Regions from separate parts of the Mus musculus genome. Here all the other regions are linked to region 4. A link is a contact called in public HiChIP or PLAC-seq and Micro-C data. All regions are on one chromosome and are shown on one strand. Each heading gives the region's core, a stretch centred on a gene start, on an enhancer-like site or on the middle of the called end of the contact. The rest is flanking DNA. Distances are from core to core; before and after follow the strand shown.

Region 1 (2,810 bases), core at 296-2,795, 460 kb after region 4:
CAGCGCATGCCAAGAGGCCCATAGCATGGTGATTCCTGACTCGGCAGGGTGGGGGTGGGGTAGGAGTGGGGGAGACCACCACTGTCTGCTCCGTGGTGGCTCCAGGTTACATGGGTGCCATCTATCACTTTATTAACTGGGTATGGCAGTATATGCCTGTAACCCCAGCACTCAGAAAATAAGATCTGGAGTTTAAGGCCATCCTTCTACACGGTGAGTTCAAGGTCACCTTGGACTACAGGAGACTTTCCATTTAGAAATAAGTAAGTAAGTAATAATGAAAATAAGTACTGTTCAGAGGGCAAAATGTACTTACATAAAAGGTCAGACTCCAAGTATATGGTTAGGTTGATGTTTTAGTTCTGATGCTAGAGTCAGGCTTAGAATCAAGGTATCCTGCTGACTAGTGAAACAAGGTGATACCCTGACAGTGACCTCATTAGCATTGTCCTGAAAGCAAAAGACATTATTATAATCGTTGAAAGAGTCTGAGATATATACCCCCTTATACATGCACACACATACACTGAGCATTGCAGATACCCCTTTAAATGCTACAGCTCCTAATGAAGAAGTGACTACAGCTTAGAGGCTCATGGGGGACATGTGTGCCACCGCTGTTTTCCCAGTGAATATACACAGACTAGTAAACTGAGAAGGCAGGCAGAGAGCAAGGTGCTTGTCTTTGCAGCTCTCTGCCTGTCCCTTCCATATATAGGGAATGGGGTCCTTCAGCTTGGTGACTTCTAAAGCTCAGGGGTGAAGTTTGCCTTTGGGCACAGCCTCTTATGCCAAGCCCTCATCCAAAAGTCCACAAAGGAAAAAGATCCACCTAGGCCATGCCAGGCCACTGTAGAAGGCCGTGTGTATACAAAAGTATGGAGCCTGGCTCCTGGTGGCTGCCCTACCCCTTCTCATCTTTGTTCAGGAAGTCACTTTCTTGGTAACATCTTTTCTGACCACCATATTTAAAACGGCTCCCCTTCCAAGTCTCCTTCCATGTTTAACTTTTCTCCAGTGATGTTTATCACCAAGAGGCATTTCTTAGTCTTCTGCCCCTCTCTGCTGCACCACGCACACCACAGGAGCATAGGACTCTAGGCTGTTGGATTCATGGCTAGAATCTCGGGACCAAGAACTTTACCTGGCCCACAGCTGGCCCTCAGGAAGGAGTTGCTGCGTGGGTGAGGTCATGGCTTCAGCTGTTTGTGAGCTGTGCATAATGCTGTTTCACACTGTAGCATTCCTTGGCTATTCTTCAGGGAGAGGCGTGGGGTGTAGGAGCAGCCTCTATAGAGTCCACTAGGCTGGCGAATATGAGATCCTAGCTTCAAGTCGAGACAAAGTCCTGCATACATGACTTCCCTGCTGAGATCTATGTGTGTGGAGAAGGGCTGGGGTTCAAAAGTTTTCATCACGTACGAAACGGATGCCAAAACGCAGCAGTATCGGGGCCATTGTTTGTTTACCACAACTGTCAGCAGACAGGATCTAAACTGCAGGAGGAGTTGATGTAGCACTTCCTAAGCAACCTGGCTCAACAATAACCACAACAGAAACAGGGGAATTCCCCAGGTTAGTGACTAATAATAGCTCACTTCGCACTAGCCAGCTGTGTGACCTCGGGCAAGTTCTCTGACCTCTCTGAGCTTCAGTAGTCTCATATGTAAAAAGTAGGCTTCTGAGACTAAGATGAATTGATAGAAGGAAGGTGTCTGGAACAAGGCATAGTACATGGCAAGCAGTATATAAAGATTACTGTTTGTGTTGTTCTTTGTAGATCATAAGTGTCTCAAGAGATGATCTATAATCCCATATGGCTAGCACAAAATACGTAAGCTGAGGGAGGAGACCGCGATGTTATTGTAGACAGTCAGATCACAATGAGATGGCCTGAGACTCTTCTCACTATGAGGAAACCTGAAAGATGAAATGATCCAGCCTGCAAAGTCCTGAGGGAAGAACTTTCCAGGCACAAGAAACATCAAGTGCAGAAGCCCAGAGGCATCAAAGGGCTTGGGGCTTTCCTGGAATGGAACAGAGGCCATTGCTCCTGGGTGGCTGAAGGGCCATCCTCTGGGAGCAGCAGGTATGAACTGATCCCACAGAAGGGAGAATGTACAGGGGCCATGAGCACAAGGGTGGCCTCATCGTACTGAGACCATTCCCTATAGCAACTTGTCATATCACACTGCACAATCATCCACGATCCATATCTTGTCAGGAGAAAGATGTGACCCCGCCCCCCCCATCATCCATTTCCCTGAGTTTTAGACATCTCAGAGCAGCAAAGAGTGTCCATCTTAGATTTTGTCACTTTAGACTTTGCACTCATTCACACAAAAGCTGAGCTTCCGGTTTTTGTTTGCTCATTCTTTTTTCCCTCCTAAAGTTCCGATTTCTGGTAGCCTAGGCCAGCCTTGAACTTGATTGATATGTGGGAGAGGAGAGGATGAATTTGAACTCCTGATCCTTTTGTCCCCACCTCCTGAGTGCTGGGATTACAGTGTGTGCCTTCCTGTCTGGCTGGGGCTGGGCTTTGCGACGGACAGTAAGCTTGCTATGCTGCCTCCGAAGGCCCCTCAGAAAGCCAAGCTCCCGAGTTGAAGAGAACAAGCTTTCCAGTCTGTCTGAAACCACACTGGGCAGCTGGACAAGCTGGGCAGCTCCCATGGTAGGCAGGTTCCCCAGGAGTCCCCATGGCACAAGTGTCTACAATGGATATGCAGGGGTGAATAATGCCAAGCCATGTTGGACACCCTGGCTGCTTTATTTATTTGTTTGTTTGTTTGTTTATTTTGGAACCAGTC
Region 2 (2,785 bases), core at 71-2,570, 440 kb after region 4:
GTCTTTAGGCTCAGTGAAGAGATTGAAACTAAAAGCAACCTGAAAAGAAAACCGCTACTACAAGCATGCTCCTGGGGAGTTCAAAGCTCTTGGGGTCAGTACAGGGCCCTGCCCTTGGTGGGACGCCTTCTCTCTCTCTCCAGATGGTACAGGAGGATGCAGAGCTAACAGGCACTTGGTGGGAACTTCAGCCAAACCATCATGTCACAAGGCAAGCCAGTGTTTATTGAGTACTGACGTGCTAGGTGCTATTCTGTGTGCTTTCCTTCTACCATACTGATTGAATCCCCAAGACAACGACACTAGGCAGAAACTCTCACCTCCATTTTTGTGGACGTGAAAAGCAAAGCTCAATGTGCTTAAGCAAATTGCCTATAGTCACACAGTTAGTAAGCTGTGCCAAGATTTAAAGACTGCAGTCTACCTCCAGGACTATGACTGAACCATCTATACAATCCTTGCTGAGCAGTTGCTTTGTCTCTGCTTGCTTACCTCCAGTAATGAGGAGTTCATTACCTCGAAAGGCAGCCTGCTTTGCCAGTGGACTCTTCTGGCAAGTCTACCCAGGTTTTAGTTACTCAGACGTCACAATGATCTAAGTTTCCTAAAGATACAAGTAAGGGAGAGGTTATAGCAGATATTCCTCTTGTTCATCCTCACACAGCAAATCTGAGGATTTCTTTGAGCTCAGAGAAATCTTGATGTCATTTTGGGGGAGGGGCTGACGTTTAGTGATACCTCTCCTCTTATCACAGAATTCCCCCAAGGGACCTAGGCTTCTTTGTTACCCCATGGTCCTGATACAGTGACTGAGAACCAGATAGGGTTGAAGCGGGAAGTAAAAATGGTTCTATCCACCTTGACCTTCTTTTCAGTTGAGGACAGTGGATGATCAGGCCTTGTCTCTAGTTCTAACCCTGAGCATCCACAGCACCGAGTGTATTAATAGATGCTCACTAATGCCAAATGAATGAACGAGCTCCAAGAGTGTGAAGTGCAAGCCCACAGCCTCCTTTCTGGCTGGCCTCAATTTCCTGCAAGAGTTAGTTTTGCATCCTGCATTGAGAGCCTTAAAAGCAGCATTTCCATGGTAACAAAGCATAGACTTGCCACTTTGAAGGGCCAAATTTTTTTCTGTCACACAGAATCTGAGCTTACTCCAGAAAAAAAAAAAAAAGCCCTAAATGCCTCCAGTGTCTGAGTAGCAGGCAACTGTTAGTTGGGAGACCTGAGGAATAGGCACTGCCAAGGGCAGATCCCCCAGAGCATATCTCCTCAGGGAAGTTCTTGGGCCCATCAACAGCGCTGGAGTTTCCATGGTAACAACACTAGGCTAATGGGTTGCCAGGGTGACAGCGCGCTACTGCTAAGATTGCACGGGACTGGACCACACAGGGCCACTGAGTTGAAAAGATGCTAATAACACCTTTCTGAGTCTCTATGACAACAACACTCAAACACCCTGTCAGCTTTGTCCTGAATGCAGATTAGACCCCTACCCTTCACCCTCAGCAAAGAATGCCCTGAAAGGTGGGCCCCCTAGCCCAGTGTGCTTTGGATTGTGCCCCTGCTCTTCCTTTCCAGAGGGAAGGGAAGGGAAGGCCCAGAATTGTTTCCTTCCCTAAGGAAACGAGACTCATTTTGCTTACCTTACTGATTCTCAGACTGCCAGGTTAAAAGAGCCTGGGTCTACAAGAAGGTCTGGGACAGGAACAGGGCTTGGCCCGATAGACGTGGGAGCAAATAGAGCTTTGGCTACCTTCTGGGCCCAGTGCCTCTCACTGCGGCTGTTTTCAGGCTACTTGGGTTCATGTAGTCCAGGAGCAAAGCCAGGAATGCTGGGCCAGACTTTTCAAACTCTTTGCAAAGCCATAGCCCAGATAAATTGTATCAAAGCTCTCGGCATCACCAATTGAGTCTCACTCTTCTTCCTACCAGTGTCCTCCCACCCCAGGCACCCACAATTCTGTGGAACACAATTTGAAAAGTCTCAACTTTGGATCATTTCTAACTTGGATTCTTTGATCCCAGAGACTACTCGGGCTTCTAGGTTTTCTACCTGTTTGTGGAGTTGGTTAAAAAAAAAAAAAAAGGTGTGTGGGGGGAGGGGAGAGAAGCTTCTATTGTGTGGCCAGGCAAAAGCATTTAGGGCAGACTTTCCAGAATTGGCTTCCACACTTGTTACGTGCTAGCCAGTAGTTTAGGACATGCTTTCTGTGTTAGCCATCATGTCTTCTTCAGAACAAGCCATCAAGGCAGGCATGACTGACTCCATTTAATGAAGGACAAAGGAAGCTCAAGGCAGGGAAAAGGGAATCCCGGCGCACCAACCTGGGTGAACATCTCTTCACAAGGGGTGCTACTTATGAGTTCCAGCAGAGAATTCTGTGAGCAATGATGACCTATGACCTCTCTCTGGTGACAATGAGCTGAAACAGGTGGATCCATCCAAGTCATTAGAGACCCCTTACAGCCCCCCCCCCCAAGGCGCCTGTCATTATCCACATGCAACACATTGCCTTGTCAGGGGAAGTATTATCTCTCCACAATGTTGCACAGCTGCAAGCTGTAAAAGGCATATGATCTTGTTAGAACGTGGATAGCTATGGTGATTCCCAGTTACCATGGAAACTTAGGAAGGTGTATGGCCATCAGCTGCACCAAAGGTCTGTCCTTATTTGGTGTGGTGGGACACACCTAAAATCCGAGGACATGGAAAGCTGAGGCAGGGGGTCTACAGAGCAAGACCTTGTCTTAGCTCGAACTCAACTAAATTAGCAATGAC
Region 3 (2,700 bases), core at 168-2,667, 350 kb after region 4:
AAGAAGCGATGATACCCATACTGTTCATCTAAGAAAATGCACTCCCAATTCTGGCGGAGCAGCTCTCCAGCAAAATAGCAGTGCTAACATGCCAACATAGGAAGTGAGACCTAGCCAATCCACGTTCATCTGAATACCAGCCAGGGTCTATCATTCTCTCTGTTTTCTTTGGTACAGGGTGGTACCAACGAGATAACTGGATGCTGAATTAATCAACAGGTCCTGCTGTCAGAGGACAAAGAGAAATATTTTCCTAGGACCAGGGATAGTGATGGGAAGCTGAACTGGGTACTTATTTGGAAACAAACAGGCCACAGGTTATGTCACATCTCCCCTTGATCTCTTTTCTTGACAAAACCTCAACATTGACCTATTGTACCTGCCCTGTCCTGCCAGGTCTTTATTGTCCTAGCAAGAATTCTGCTAAGTCAGTTTAGAGAAAACTTCCACCCTTCAATATCTGATCACCTTCAAGATCAGATCAGAGTCTTTATTCCCCACCCCTTAGTACCTCATCACCTTGGCCAGCCTTCAGTAAGAATCCTGTTAAGTCAGTTTAGCAAGAATACGCCATCCTTGGACCTCAAGGATTCCTCTTAGTAACTTTCTGGCAGCAAGCCCTCCAGTACTCACTAGTTCTACATCCCTAACAGACTGTGTTGTGTGTGTGTTCCACCTGGCTCCCTTCTGCAAGGCCTTTCGTGCAGTCATTTTTAAAAAGCCATCAACCTCACAAGTGACGCAATCACTTTGTCTGGGCATGGAAAGGGGCCAAACTAGATTTGATCCAAGTCATGAAGGCCCCACCAGGGGCCTTTTCTGCAAGATAAAGTGACAAAGAGAAAAAAAGATAACCTGGGTCCTAGCCCTTACTCCAAACTTTTCTGAGCCTGGAGAGAGAGAGAGAGATCAGAGCTGCCTGCTGGGAGTGGCTGGGGTGCACATACCACAGAGGAGAACAAGCCAGGGGTAGCACTGCCAGTAGGCTTGGGCCATTGGGTCTCCAGATGCAGGCGACGAGTAGATCAAGGGACTGGAGAGAGGGTTGGGTTGTTTGGTGGCCTCTTCTTCCAGGCCTTTCCTGGGCAGAAGCAAATAAGGTTGATGGCTGTGTCTCGATGTTAGATGAGGATCCTTCTGTAATCTTTTGTTTCAGGAAGTCTGGGAAGCCACCGTGGAGAGTGTGCCTCGGGCTGCCCAAGCAACCTGTGCTGGTTTCTTGTGGCTTAGGGTAGGTAGGGTGTGAGCCTGCCCCTGGGCAGAGTCCAAAGATCTCTGAGATGGACGAGCAACAGCTGGTCTCAATCACCCAGCCTCTCCCAGCCCCCCTCTTCAGCAGCTCTACCCTAGCAGTTTCTGAATTCTGTTCCCCACCCTCCAGCAAGCTGTTTCCTATTAGCTCACATCAGGCACTGGTGCAGCCCTGCTTTTGCTTTGGGATAGATATTTGCTCCTACTTCTATTCCTCCTCTAAGCCCTCCTGTGTCAAAAAAAAAAAAGCCAGTGAATGAGTGTATGAGTGTTCTCCCACTCCCACACCCAGATCAGGAATGTTGATTGCAACTGGGGAGAGGGGTTACTGTCTTACAACTGGTAACTGAGTTACAATTGGTGGCATGACTTTCCCCACTAGTCCATCCTAAAATATACCAGCAGACCTTCCCTGGGGATCCCCCAGTGCCATTCAGCTGCATGTTCTGGGCTTTGCAAAGCCTAAGCTGCTTAGGGGCCTTGATATCTGGAATGCCTTTGAAGGCCCAAATATCTGCAGGGACCAGGGGATGCAGCTGAAGTTAGAATACCCCAAAGGAGGAGTCTGAGGGGTCTGAGAAGACAGCAAACTGGAAATACTCTTGACATAGCTTCCCGAACAGAACTCACTGGGAGGGAAGCAGAAAGCTGAAAAGCAGAAATCATGTGTGTGTGTGTGTGTGTGTGTGTGTGTGTGTGTGTGTGTGTGCTGGCAGGCACATGCACTCACCCCCTGTACTCTGTCCCATCAGGGAGTGTCACGCCACACTGATTCTAAGACAGCTCCAAGGAAAGGCTCTCTAGAACCTCTGGGGTCCTGTGAGCCCAGAAAGAAATTCTTCCAAGTAACAATGATTCATTTCAATAAGGGGTTTTGTAGCAAAAGATCAGCCCAGCCATGTGGTGGTGGCACACACCTTTAATCCCAGCATTTGGGAGTCAGAGGCAGGCAGATTTCTGAGTTCAAGGTCAGCCTGCTCTACAAAGTGAGTTCCAGGATAGCCAGGACTACAAAGAGAAACCCTGTCTCAAAAAAACCAAACCAAAACAAACCAAACCAAAACAAAACAAAACAAAAAAACCAGCCCAGTCTAGTCTTGATTTTATAATCCTCCTGCCTCAGCCTCCTGGCTACTAGGGTTACAGGCATTGACCATCATGTCTAGCTTTGACTTTATTTCTAATGTAACCATAATAAATTGTTGGTGGCTTTCAACAATCCATTTAAGAATGATGAAGCATTCATTCCTACGGGAGATTTGGGGGGGGGGGTTCGTGAAGTCCCACCCTTCTCTGAGGTAACTGATTGCCTTTAAGAGAGGGAGAGTCTGTTTTCAGATATGTGCTCCTAAGAGGCTTTCCGTGCTCCAGTGGGTATTCCCACACCCACTAACTGGACTCAGAGTATTTAAAAAAAAAAAAGGTGCAGTATGTTGGGAGGGGAAAAAG
Region 4 (2,700 bases), core at 60-2,559:
GCTGGAGTCCAACAGAAAGCTGTGTTTTTCCAGAATCTAGACTCTCCTAAAGAGAATGTGCTCACTTGTAAAAGAAAAAGAAGTGGAAATTTGCTCTTGGTCCTTGCTTCCAGGACTTGTCTGTCTATGAGTAACAAGGAGGTTTCAGGAGCCAGGACCCTAGTGCAGCCTCTAGATCTTTTACTGTTAACCTGTGATCCACACCCGTTTTTGATGATGCCACCCACTACCCAAGCCCTGAGCCAGGATCATCTTTTCCAAAGCTGATGAAGCAGGCTTTTGGAGGTGGTTGAGTAGATCCTGACCTGAAGCCCCTTTGGCCATCTCTCAAAGGGCCCTCCTCCCCCGGAGCTCCCCACCCCCAGCGGCTTTCTGCCAAGGTCATGTCTCTCTGCTTTCCCACCACGCCCCGCCCCCTGCGTGCCTCTCCCGCAGCCCTCCCCACCCTCGCTTTAGTCAGCATAGAGCTGTGAGAAATGACAATTTCCAGAAGACACCTTCCCAGGACCTTAGCTGTGGTACCAGATGGGGACTGGTGTGGATACGGAGAAAAAGTGCAAATGGGTTGAAGTGGGCAGCTCAAGGACAGCCATTGCTTGACTTTATATCGAAAATGTGGGGTGTAGGCTCTCTCCCTGAACCCCAGTTCTGGCTGACTGTACACCTGCTGTGTTGGCCCCCCCAAGCGGTCAGACTTTCCTGCAACTCTCTGGTCACACCAATCCAGGAAATCTCTGTTCAGAGACTCCAAGGGGTGGGGTGGGGTGGGGGTGGGGTGGACATTGTTTGCAAAATGTACCCTCTGTCCATCTCTTCCCATCATTGCTAAGCTGCCTGGTTGCCACAGTGCATGCTTGGTACTGTGGAGTGCTGGTGTGGTGGGGGGCAGCCGAGGTAGCAAGCCATCGGAGTACCGCCTTCCAGAATCCCCAGGATAGCTCCACGGGATATTGTGTGGGACTTCCCGCCGAGAAGCGCCCAGTCAGAGCCGAGGGCCCCGGGCCCCGCCAATTATGAGTAGAGTGTGGGAGGGGGGTGCTCGCTAGGGAAGCAGCTCGTGCGACGTGAGCTCGGGAGGGGCTCTGCCTTCTCTGACCTCTCCGCGGAGGTGGGGGGCCGCGAGGCTCGCGGGGCAGGAGAGCCTGCGCGGGCCCCTGGCAAGGCTCCCCCTGCCGTGCTGGCGACCGTGGCGGGGTTGGGGTGGAGGGGCGCTGTTTCCACCCCGGTGCCTGGTTCCTCCCAGCCTCCCTTCTCCACCCCGCCCGCTAGCCCGTGGTCCCTCCCGTCGGTCCCTCCCTCCCGCTCTTCAGTCCCTCCTCGCCCTGCCTCCTGCGCGCCCAGCCCAGCCTCCGCCCGCGGGGACGTGTGTGAGTGTGTCTGTGTGTGAGTGTGTCTGTGTGTGTGTGTGTGCGTGCGTGCGCGCGTGTGTGCTGTGTGTGTCTCCAGTGCGATTTCCCCTTTCTCTCGCTAGCCTCGGCGCAGCTCTCCAGCGGCTCGCGCCCCCCTCCTCATCAGCGGGTGCCCCCCGCCGCCCTTCCCTCGGCGCGGCCTCCCGGGAACCTCGGGACTCCCGTCGCACTGCCGGCACCCTGGTTCCTCTTCATCCGGGGCGCCGCCGTCTCACCTGGGGCTCGCATCTCGCTCGCCCTCCAACTTTGCCATTGGCGGCGGCGGCGGCGGCGGCGGGACGTGTGGGAGAAGCCCAGCGCCTCGCCCGGCCGCCCGCCCGCCCGGACCAGCCTGCCCCGGCGCCGAGGTGAGTCACGGGCGCGGGCCGGCGGGGGCAGGCGGGCCCCGAGGAGAGCAGGAGGGCGGGCGGGAGGGCGGGCGGCCCCCGGCGGCCGCGAGGACGGACCCGGCGCTGCGCTCAGCCGCCACTTCTCCTTTCCGCGGCGCCCAGCTCCCGGCGCCGCCGGCCGGGGCCCCGATTTCGAGGTGGGGGGAGGAGAAGGCGGTCCGGCGGCCCTTGGGGACCCGTGTCTCGGGCTCTGAGACGGCGAGGGGACCACCCGCCGACCGAGATCCGAAGAGCCTGGGTCACCAGACCCGCCCGGGCGACCGGAGGAGCGCCGGACCTCAGGTACGTCGATGGCGCCGCTTCTTGGGACGCGGGGCGAGAGCTCGAAAAGTTTGCCCGCGTGGGGCATCAAGGGTGGTGGAGACCAGGAAGGGTGCGTGTGTCTCAGCCTGGGAACTGTGAGGAGTCTGAGCTCCAGAGGTCACAAGCAGAAGTGAGCGGCGGCGGCGGCGGTGGTGGCGGCGGCGGGCGGGAAGGCGCTTTCGGTCAGCCCCGGCCAGCTTAGCCTCAGTGGAGAGGCCGTTAGTGACTGCGGCGCCGCCCCCACCCCGTGCCGATCGGCGATCGCAACGCCGCTGGGCAGGAGGCTCTGCGGACTCAGGCGACTCCGACCAGGTTGAACCAGTGGCCCCTAGGGCTTCCACAGCCAGACACTGGAGACACGCACACTCACAGTCGCGATCACACACACACACACACACACACACACACACACACACACACGCCCGCCAGCCCGCCCGTTCGCACGTAAACCTACGACTTGGAGACCTGAACTGCCAAAATAGAGACCTCTTGGCAGGGGCTGGAGTTTCCGTGTCAGCCAGCCGCCAGGCTTCCCGCTCCCGTGTTCCCGCTCTCCACGGCTCTCCCGCCTCTTGGCTTCCTCCCCTGCTACTTCGGAG
Region 5 (2,700 bases), core at 67-2,566, 420 kb after region 4:
GACAGTTTTGGCAGAGAGACTGATAAATGTATGTATTGGAACGTTGTAACATTTCAAAGATATTTCATACTAATATAGCATACCATTTCACATCTTCTGCGGTACAGAGAAACCCTGTCCAATGTACCTTTTGTGTACATTTGGATGTACACATGGAGCAAACTGCCTGGCTTGCTGCAAGGTGGGAACACCTTTTGATTTAGTCTTTTAATATGTGTTGAGTGCCACCTATGTGCAGAGAATGATATTGGGGACTTTGGAGAGACCTGGAAGATTGGGACCGTTAGGGTCCTGTCTTAAAGAGTTCCCAATCTGGTGCATTTCTTTGGGGGAATCCCAGGCTGTAAAAGGAGCTAAGCATCTAGAGTAGAAAGGCAAATGACTCCAGGCCCTCTTATAATAGGGAATCCCAGTTGAGTGTAAAAGAAATCCAGCTGAGTTTGGAAGGAGCTGGGAGGATCCTCCCTACAACGAGACAAAACTAAGTTGGGGTCAGCTCCAAGCAGCAAGAAGGGGAACATGGTAGAACCTGCAGAATGCCTCCCCACAGTAAAGAGGAACCAGGGGGTAGCATCTCAGGTTGGGCAGGGACAGAACGGTGGCCTTTAGATTGGGTGGGATATTGAGGTTTTGCTGTATGCATAAAGAGCTTGGTCACCGAGCCCACCAGTCCAGGTAGAAGGTACTCGCTAGGGGACAGCAGGAGATATGAATGGTGGTTACCTAAGTTTTATGCACAACCTAGGCAATCACCCCCAATTCTAATTCAGTTGAAGATGCAGAGGAAAAAGGCGGAGTAGGGGAGGTCTTGAGCAAACCCATACTTGCGAATGCAGTGTCAAGGAAAGAAAAAAAAACATAGTTAGATTCGGAAATGGAGGGAGGGTGTTGTGGGCAGCCCAAATAGGGTCCTTCTGCAAACGCCCAGGTATCCTGACAGCTGTTAAGGAAACCCAGGTGAGAAAGGGTTAAGAGTGCCCCTCACTGTTTCAAATGGTTTACGTGTTTGAAATCCTTCAGGTCTCTACAAACCCTCTGGACCCCGGCCAGGCAGGCATTGTCCGGGGAGCAGTTGTGGGTTGTCCGAGCAGCCGCTCGGCCTTTGTTGTGGGGCCACCTCTGGGTTCTCTCTCGCGCCCTGGATAGGGCTGCAGCATGCTTCCCGGGAGGGGGGCGGTGCGGGAGGCTCACTCCCTCTCCCTCTTCCTGCCTCTCTTCCCCCCCCCCCCAACCCCCCCGCCTCCTAATGACCACATGACCAAGTGGGCTCGCGGCCAAACCACAAGCTACAAAATGCAGACCCCGAAGTGAGCAGGGAAGCATTCTCTCTAACAGCCTGGACCAACGGGTAGTTGGGAGTCGCGGGCAGAGCAGCGTCAGCCACTTAGAGAGTTTTTGCCGCCGACCCGAAGCCACCAAGGCCAGCTTCGCGGCGCTGCCCCGCGGCGGCAGAGAAGGCTGCACCAAGAGCAGAGGCAGCGAGCAGGAGTGGGGCAGGCAGCCAGCGGTGCGGCTGGGGCGCTCACCCTCCCGCGGTCCGGGAGCCACGCGAGCTCCGTGCCCGCACGCGCCAGCCCCGGCTCGCGCCTTTCTTTGCGTCCGGGTGCCCTGCCTCTCCGCCCACTCGCCGGCTCCTCTGGGCTGCCGCGGACCGAGTTGCAGCATGAATCTGAGGCTCTGCGTGCAGGCGCTGCTGCTGCTCTGGCTCTCCTTGACTGCAGTTTGTGGAGGTGAGTGCGTGCCCTCCTGCTCGCTTGGGGCTCTCCCGAGGTGCAGCCTGCGCGGTCCTCTCTTTCCGCCCCACGCGCGCTCTTCCCGCCTCCAGGGAAACATGGTGCGAGCCTTGCAGGAGCAGCCACGCGCCAGCCACACCGGGAGGCCTATTGACAGGGCATCTGGGGCCACGGGGCGACATGCCATGTAGGCTTTGCTTCCTAGGACAGCGCGCGCGGGAGGGGGGGGTGTTTCATGATTACCTTGCATATCACCACTTAGCCCCCAGCCCCATGCCCCTCGTAGTTTAAAGTACTTAGGACCACAAACTTACACCTTATGTCCTGCACCCTGCACCCCAAGTGGGGGTGGGGGGAGAGGATGGCGGTATGTCCAGCTCACCTCGTGAATCAGTGGAGGTGGCTGACCTGAGCTGAGTGGGGTCAGGACTCCATGTTGAAGGTCTCTGGGTCTTAGAGTTTAGGGGCCGCTGGCCAGTCCAGGGGCTCAAGCTACTGGAGATGATGTGCCAACATGTAGACGTGACACTTGTTGCATAGTCAGGAGCACGCTGCGGGAGCGGGGGCGGGGGCGACCGCAGTGGCTAGTGGATCCCAGCTGTTGCTCCTTTAGCCTATGTGTAAGCAGAGGCAGCGTCCTTAAGGCAGATCTGGACTGGACAGAGCCAGGCTTATCTTCTGTACTCCAAGGTCCTGGATGATTTTGTTCTCTGCTCCATTGTGGGACACCTGGCCCCACAGCGTTCATCTCTCCGGAGACTTGCTTCTTCTTTATTCTGGCTTCCCCTTCCACTCTTGTCTCAGGTATAACTTCGGTCCCCAGTCTCCCGGTACCAAAACCCAGGAAACACAGGAACTTGATCTGATAACCTCGGTGCAGCTCTGGGAAACGGAATCCCTTCACCTCTACCTGTATTAACCCCCTACCTGGAAATTCTCCACACCAATAGATAATCCCTTGTCTACT

The links. A called contact is a pair of places that touch in the nucleus more often than the background predicts. HiChIP or PLAC-seq counts read pairs in DNA pulled down with a chosen protein or histone mark.
Region 1: an H3K27ac HiChIP or PLAC-seq map of trophoblast stem cells shows a contact between it and region 4, with 4 times the contacts expected there. The contact joins the enhancer-like site here to the promoter of Elf4 in region 4. A contact is called at or near these places in 22 of 39 promoter capture datasets (the 3T3-L1 cell line, 3T3-L1-derived adipocytes, the C10 cell line and 12 more), 2 of 15 datasets of contacts at CTCF or cohesin (the NIH/3T3 cell line and large pre-B cells), 14 of 484 Hi-C or Micro-C datasets (CD4 T cells, cardiomyocytes, cerebellum and 5 more), 13 of 115 datasets of contacts at active chromatin or transcription factors (the NIH/3T3 cell line, bone marrow-derived macrophages, embryonic fibroblasts and 5 more) and 3 of 9 other capture datasets (adipose tissue, embryonic stem cells and liver).
Region 2: a contact with region 4 is called in an H3K4me3 HiChIP or PLAC-seq map of forebrain, with 4 times the contacts expected there. The contact joins the enhancer-like site here to the promoter of Elf4 in region 4. A contact is called at or near these places in 8 of 39 promoter capture datasets (the C10 cell line, the HPC-7 cell line, cranial neural crest and 5 more), 2 of 115 datasets of contacts at active chromatin or transcription factors (forebrain and pro-B cells) and 2 of 9 other capture datasets (embryonic stem cells and liver).
Region 3: an H3K4me3 HiChIP or PLAC-seq map of embryonic stem cells shows a contact between it and region 4, with 4 times the contacts expected there. The contact joins the promoter of Xpnpep2 here to the promoter of Elf4 in region 4. A contact is called at or near these places in 7 of 39 promoter capture datasets (the C10 cell line, cranial neural crest, embryonic stem cells and 2 more), 1 of 484 Hi-C or Micro-C datasets (embryonic stem cells), 5 of 115 datasets of contacts at active chromatin or transcription factors (embryonic stem cells, large pre-B cells, memory CD8 T cells and 1 more) and 3 of 9 other capture datasets (adipose tissue, embryonic stem cells and liver).
Region 5: a Micro-C map of embryonic stem cells shows a contact between it and region 4, with 2.2 times the contacts expected there. The contact joins the promoter of Apln here to the promoter of Elf4 in region 4. A contact is called at or near these places in 7 of 39 promoter capture datasets (cranial neural crest, embryonic stem cells, hippocampal neurons and 3 more), 2 of 484 Hi-C or Micro-C datasets (both in embryonic stem cells) and 2 of 115 datasets of contacts at active chromatin or transcription factors (embryonic stem cells and large pre-B cells).

The regions. Positions count from the first base shown.
Region 1 is chrX:47,997,331-48,000,140 of GRCm38.p6, reverse strand. It overlaps the pseudogene Gm36658. Among named protein-coding and RNA genes, the nearest start is that of Apln, 36 kb to the left of the region's middle. Within about 2 kb of position 1,545, at least 18 of the 459 cell types and tissues checked have an H3K27ac peak or open chromatin away from gene starts, as enhancers often do. A contact at or near this core is called in trophoblast stem cells, where this site is marked.
Region 2 is chrX:48,015,641-48,018,425 of GRCm38.p6, reverse strand. No RefSeq gene overlaps it. Among named protein-coding and RNA genes, the nearest start is that of Apln, 18 kb to the left of the region's middle. Within about 2 kb of position 1,320, at least 46 of the 459 cell types and tissues checked have an H3K27ac peak or open chromatin away from gene starts, as enhancers often do. A contact at or near this core is called in forebrain, where this site is marked.
Region 3 is chrX:48,107,442-48,110,141 of GRCm38.p6, reverse strand. Xpnpep2 (X-prolyl aminopeptidase (aminopeptidase P) 2, membrane-bound) reads right to left here and starts at 1,417. Exons shown (of 21, transcript NM_133213.2): 1 at 948-1,417. The coding sequence starts at 996.
Region 4 is chrX:48,452,928-48,455,627 of GRCm38.p6, reverse strand. Elf4 (E74-like factor 4 (ets domain transcription factor)) reads left to right here and starts at 1,309. Exons shown (of 9, transcript NM_001381876.1): 1 at 1,309-1,756.
Region 5 is chrX:48,033,469-48,036,168 of GRCm38.p6, reverse strand. Apln (apelin) reads left to right here and starts at 1,316. Exons shown (of 3, transcript NM_013912.4): 1 at 1,316-1,730. The coding sequence starts at 1,664.